2 separate regions of the Zea mays genome follow, and region 2 is linked to region 1. Evidence: chromatin contacts called from public Hi-C data. All regions are on one chromosome and are shown on one strand. Each heading gives the region's core, a stretch centred on a gene start, on an enhancer-like site or on the middle of the called end of the contact. The rest is flanking DNA. Distances are from core to core; before and after follow the strand shown. Region 1 holds the start of LOC100382621. Region 2 overlaps LOC103640907 (alanine--tRNA ligase).

Region 1 (2,929 bases), core at 117-2,616:
TTGTTTTTTTTATCCCTACGGGCATGCATCAACGCACTCCTCAAGTATCACTTTACAATCCAATCATACTTGTTTATCCTTTTTTCTTGTGAAGACAAAGTCAATCTAACTAGAACGTTGACCACTACTATAGGTCACTAAATAAGATTCTCTCTTTCTAAAGAAACTATTGGCTACGAACAGGTTAAAACCTACCGCAAAGTCCAAGACTTTTTCTTACTCCTTATTCCTACTCTTAGCTTATTGTAAAAAAAACATAAGACAAACATACCTAAAAGTACAAAGTTACCACATAATAATAACTCGTAGCAGCATAACATGAACTTTTGTTTGTGAGGATTATGTTATTCTGTCTTCCATATCTCCAAATTGAGAAAATACGGGAAGTCCAAAGGAACTAGTTTTGAGTGAACATAAATTCGTAAACACTACATGGGCACATCACATAAGTTCCCCGTCTTTTTTTTGTGTTAATTCCTCAAGTCACTGGATCAATAGCTTAGGTCCAAGCCGCTCACATTTATCTTTATAACACTACACTCGTATCATACTGATGCTGGCTCATTGCAGTAAAACAGCAACCTCGTCCTCGCCTTTGGATGTATAAAGTCTAACACAGTCTCGTGGAACCACAATAAACAAAGAATCCGATTTGCGAAAGTGGAACACAAAGTACCATCTTTTGCATTCCAGTTTACCAACTTCTGAATTCCGATTTTGTACAAATCAAAATTTCTGTTCCACAAAAGGCCAGCCAGTTTCATGTCACTGTATGAGGAAGAGTTACCTAGCTCGACAAGCCTATGCCAAAGAGGCACAAGGTCGCACAAAACTGAATCACATTGAAGCACTCAAAATCACACCCAGCTCAAGATCCCCTCTTGCTCTATGAGCAGTGAATTCCACAATTAAAGTGAAGGCGACCGAATCTACGCGCTCGGCCCTTCAGGGAGGGGCATCGGCTGAACCCGGATGCCGAGCATAGAGAGGGGAGGACAACCACAGGGGCTGATAGCCTGATGCAGCAACGACTGGACAGTACGTATGTATATACCTTAATGGTGCGGGCCTGGTCGGCGGCGAGGGAGGCCTTGGAGAAGATGTCATCGTCGACGAAGACAGCCTTCCGCCCGAGCATCTTCTGCAGCGCGTCCACGTTGGCGCCGAGCTCCCCCAGGTTCCCGATCGCGGCGCTCCACCGCTCTCCCGACGAGGACGCCGCCGCCGGGCCTCCGGATGAGGACGAAGGAGAAGGAGACCCCGATACCGCAGCGCCGTGTGCTGGGCCGACCGCGACGGCCGCGGACTTCTCCCTCTGCGCGGCCATGCTCACCGCCGCCGCCGCCACCGACCTCGGCGGAGTCGGCTCAGGTCCTCTTTTTCCGTTTGGGCCCGTAGGCTTGCCCGATACTGCAGACCGGGAGACACGGCCTCACCGCCCAGCCACTGACACTGACACTGCGATCAACTCGTATGTAGACCCCACATGCCATCGACGTTACGCGTAACCCCCGCCTAAAAAATATCCGTCCCCCACGCCGCAGCAGTTGAATAGCAAGGATCGAATGGACAGCTGATTGCTTGAGCCCATCGGACGGCCGCGTGGCTCCCAGGAGCCCTATATCACCATCCTTGCCCACCGCCTCCCCTCATCACCAGCGTCCGCCACCGCCGCCGCCTTTCGTACCGCGGCCCCTAAACCCCTTTCCTCGTTCCCCTCCGTCTCTCAGGTGCGCGCTTAAACCCTAGTAGCTATATATATTTTCGATTTATTGTTTCAGCCTGTTTTTCCATCGTGTTGATGCTACCCGTCGGGATGATGCGCCCCATGCCGCTAGCGTTGGCGATCCGTGTCCTTTTCGTTTCCTTGCGTCGTTAACTCGTTGGGGGCGATTGGGGAGTAGAAGTAGTGTGTTTTAGTGTTTATGATTTCGTGTATTGTTAGTTTGGACGTAGGTCGTTTATGGTGGTTCGCGCTCGTGCACGGCTCGGTGGTTAGGGTTTACCTGGATCCCCGCATTTTTTTCGTCTTCATCGCTCGGTTTCGTGGTTCCGAACTTCTACGATGTGTGATTAACTTCCTATTAGTACGCTGCTCTACTTTACTCGCGGCGTGTTTTTCTAGCATCCTTTTACGTTTGTAGCCATTTGGTCCACATGTTGTATGGGTCTTTATGGTGCACATGGAATGTTTTCGTTTTGTTTTCCTTCGATTAGAATGTTTAAATGGTGTATATTAGGTAGCTGTAGTCAACTACTGTTTAACACCCAAGCTTCTGCTGTTTCTTAGTCTATTTCTTGATGCCACAGCACTCAATATCCATGTCCCCATGAATAATAAATTCTCAGATCAGTGTTATGAAAACTTTTTTTTATTTTGTTACCATGTCAAAATTAATGACCATCTCCATTACTATCATCATACAGTAGTGCCTCTGTTTATACTTGAAATTTGAATCCTCGCTACAGTTATGTTTTTTTTAAATATTGAGCACATTTTTTATGCTTCAAGCAAGGCAGTGGTGCATGTTTCCTTCATCCTCTGTTATAACAAGATGGTGGGCAACTGTTTATTGCCCCTTTGGTATCAATGCCTGTTAGAGCATCTCCAACGATGCCTCAAATTTGTGCCTTAAATTGAAAAATATGAGGCTCTATGTAGTAAAAACTACTCCGTGCCTCATTTAATAAAATTTGGTTAAAAAATTATACCGTAGTGTGCTGTACTATAATCTAGATTTGATGCTTTACTATTCGAGCGGAATGTTTTGTTGGTGCCCTAAATTCTATAAAATATACTCATTTTTAAATTATAGGGCATTTTTATAGATTACGTTGTTGGAGATGCTCTTACAAACTATAACTATTGCAGTAAACTTTTTCTACCAATTGTAAGGTAGCCGTTCATTTAGTTATGTCTGATTAGAAC
Region 2 (2,908 bases), core at 81-2,580, 540 kb after region 1:
TGGCTTGGAGCAATTTAGGATGGGTGACCGACCAGAAAGTTTTTTCGGGTGCGCATGAGTGAGGACAAAGTGTGCATAAAAGGCCTGTGTTGGTTTGTGGGGACAATATATGATCCTAGAGAGCTGCCAGGAGTAAGTACCGTCGGTCCAGGGATTGGACGGGGTATTACACCCACCGAGGGTAGCATGGTGCTCTCCCCCTCTTCCTTCTTGCGGAAAGGCGACGAAGAGACGTATCATTAAAAAGTCAAGGCGTTTCCTGATCGTCCTCCCGCCCTGTGCAGAGGCTCGGGGGTTGCCCTTGCACCCATGTTGCAGCAGAATTGTTGGAAACACCAGCAACCCAACGCAGAGACTCGAGGGCTGCCTTTGCACCTAGGTTCTGGCCAGGTGACGAACAAAGGACAAGTCAACGATATCTACATAGGGAAATATAAAGACCTCAAAGGAGTCAACCACTCCTTCGAGGCCTTAGGGCTACACCCAACAAATGTGCTTGCGTGCACCCATCGAAAATAAGTCTACCACCTTTCAAAGGGTTAAGCAACATACCTGCACGAAGGTGGAAGAACGCCCAAGCAAGTACCAACACTTCCTTGGAGGCTCAGGGGCTACTGTCGGGTATCATAATTAGGGGTACCCAGATTATGCCCCTAAATACGTTTAAACACCTAACTATCGAGAAAATCATAAGACACGTTCCCCAAGGTCAAGAAAGGATCAATCACGATTCGCCCGAGACCCCGCTAGATGGTCGCTCAAAACTCCGCCTCGCCCGAGCCTAACCTCGGGTGAAGGTAGCACTCAGGGAAATCCTCGGCTTACCCGATGTCCCCTCTTCACCAAATAGCGGTTTCCACCTCGTCCAAGCCCATCTCGGACAGGAGGACAGCCCCGTGCCCAGCCTCAGTCAAAGGTCACGAAAACCGTGGAGACATGCGCATTTAATGCGAATACCTACCCCACGTGATGCCGCAGTCAAACACAGAGCGATGGGACTGCGGTCCCATCCACTTTCACCAACTACGATGACGCACCCCGAGAATAATGGCCACTGCTCCCCCACGCCGACTACTGTGCTCAAACAACTCTGGATGGCATGGTCTCACCTCGGGAGGGAACTCCACCTCGCCCAAAGTCGGCCTTAACCTCGAAGAAAACTCCGCTTCGCCCAAGCTCGGCTTCGGCCAACTGCCCCGGCAACAACTCCCCGTGAATTCCGTAGGTGGCCACTCCGACAACTATGCTAACCCCTCCCTGTACCACTGCATGCCCCGAGGCAGGCTCAACCAAGGCCTCAGGAGGAACCTTGGTCTTGCCCGAGCCTGGCCTTTGCCTAGATAACATCAACCAAATGGCGCCACCAACTCCTCCACGAGGGATGCTGACGACGGGATGGCTACAGGACCGATGTCAAATTTGTTTTATGCCATACGAGGAGAATTACCATGCATTTTTCACCATACTTATCGTTGTTTCAATAACTACGACTCGAACAGCACCTCCATCAAACAGGGGATAAGACTTGTCTCCTCTCCCATAGCGCTCCTAGGAACCCTCTTTGAAGCTATAAAAGGAGTATAGGACTTGGGAGAACACTTTGTGGGTTTTCACCCTCCAGGAGACAACGGGACTATAACAAAAAAAATATAGATAGTAGATTCAGTTAGGTGCCATGGAGTGGCATCTAATTTTGCAAAATATGAGTGGCACATTTGAAGAAACAAAAAAATAGGCTTCATGATGTTCCAGCTCTCTCCTAGCCACAGTTAGACTGTCTATAGTAGATATGGTAAGATAGAGGACACTATAAATAATAAATAACACTATTTACAGAGTGAAATTTAAAATAGAGTAAGATAGGGAATTGGATAGAGGATCTGAAAATAGCCTTAGCAGGGAAGGAAATGATTCGACTCCTAAACGCCTACAAAGTGACTCCCAATCGTATATGCATAGAACCTTTCGTTCAATCGGGCACACAACAAGCTTTATACTGTTACATGTCCTGTGCTTCCAATTGTATGGTAAGTATAAATGAAACTGCAAGCACCATTGAACTTCTGTTTAAGTATAATGGGTAAATAGAAAGCTAAAATCAAAGAGTAATCCAGCAGCAGCCACGCATGAGTTCCATGGGCAGTGCACCAGTTACTACCACCAATCAGCAGAGCTTCATTGAAGCAATGCTGTTCGCAAGTGCCATTGCTTCCTTGAGCTGAGAAGCGTCACTCCCCTGCAGTGAAGGCATAGCAGAATTGAATTTGGGCATCTCTTACTTGATGACTTGCATCCAAGACCGTAGAATACCTAGGAATGGATTGCTCACTCACCTGGCCCTGGGCGACGCCGTTCTTGCCGCCACCGCCTCTTCCCTTGAGTGGCGCAATTGAAGGTGTTAGCCAGTCCAACACCTTGAAGCCGCTAGGAGCATTGGGAGGCACACCAGCATAGATAACGGCTTTGTTTGATGCCTCATCGGTGCTGAATAACATTATAGGCAAACCCTGGGCCAAGACATCCAAAAGTTCACCAGGCTATCTAAGACTTGAGATGGAATAAAAACAGTTCTACTACAACATGCCATGTACTATAGCAATTTACTGACTAACATTATTTTAACAGTAAGATGAAAATGAAAGATGTAAGTACCTTCTGGTCCATGACTTTGATAACCGCCTCACGGACAGCCGTGGTATCAAGACCCACATCCACATGAGTAACACAAAACGGTTTATTTCCTGAAAGAGCAGCTTCTGCAGCATCCATTGCGGACTTCACAGCCTTTTGTATATTTTGCTCCCCCATTTTCTTCTTTGCCTTCCTAAGTTCGTCCTGTGACGTGCAACAGTTATAATAATCATCCTAAAACTAAACTATTACTCCCTCCATTATGAATTGTAGGTTG

The links. Hi-C and Micro-C count contacts between places; a contact is called where the count stands out from the background.
Region 2: a Hi-C map of ear shows a contact between it and region 1, with 2.5 times the contacts expected there. The contact joins the enhancer-like site here to the promoter of LOC100382621 in region 1. A contact is called at or near these places in 2 of 25 Hi-C or Micro-C datasets (ear and tassel).

Annotation. Positions count from the first base shown.
Region 1 is chr10:17,616,394-17,619,322 of Zm-B73-REFERENCE-NAM-5.0, forward strand. It overlaps LOC100382621, which reads right to left and starts at 1,367. Exons shown (of 3, transcript NM_001175346.1): 1 at 1,055-1,367. The coding sequence starts at 1,327. It overlaps LOC100284207 (glycine-rich RNA-binding protein 7), which reads left to right and starts at 1,550. Exons shown (of 5, transcript NM_001254914.2): 1 at 1,550-1,730.
Region 2 is chr10:18,152,996-18,155,903 of Zm-B73-REFERENCE-NAM-5.0, forward strand. It overlaps LOC103640907 (alanine--tRNA ligase), which reads right to left. Exons shown (of 22, transcript XM_008664354.2): 20 at 2,653-2,835; 21 at 2,334-2,507; 22 at 1,799-2,236. The coding sequence ends at 2,165. Among protein-coding and RNA genes, the nearest start is that of LOC103640907, 18 kb to the right of the region's middle. Within about 2 kb of position 1,331, at least 5 of the 20 cell types and tissues checked have an H3K27ac peak or open chromatin away from gene starts, as enhancers often do. A contact at or near this core is called in ear and tassel, where this site is marked.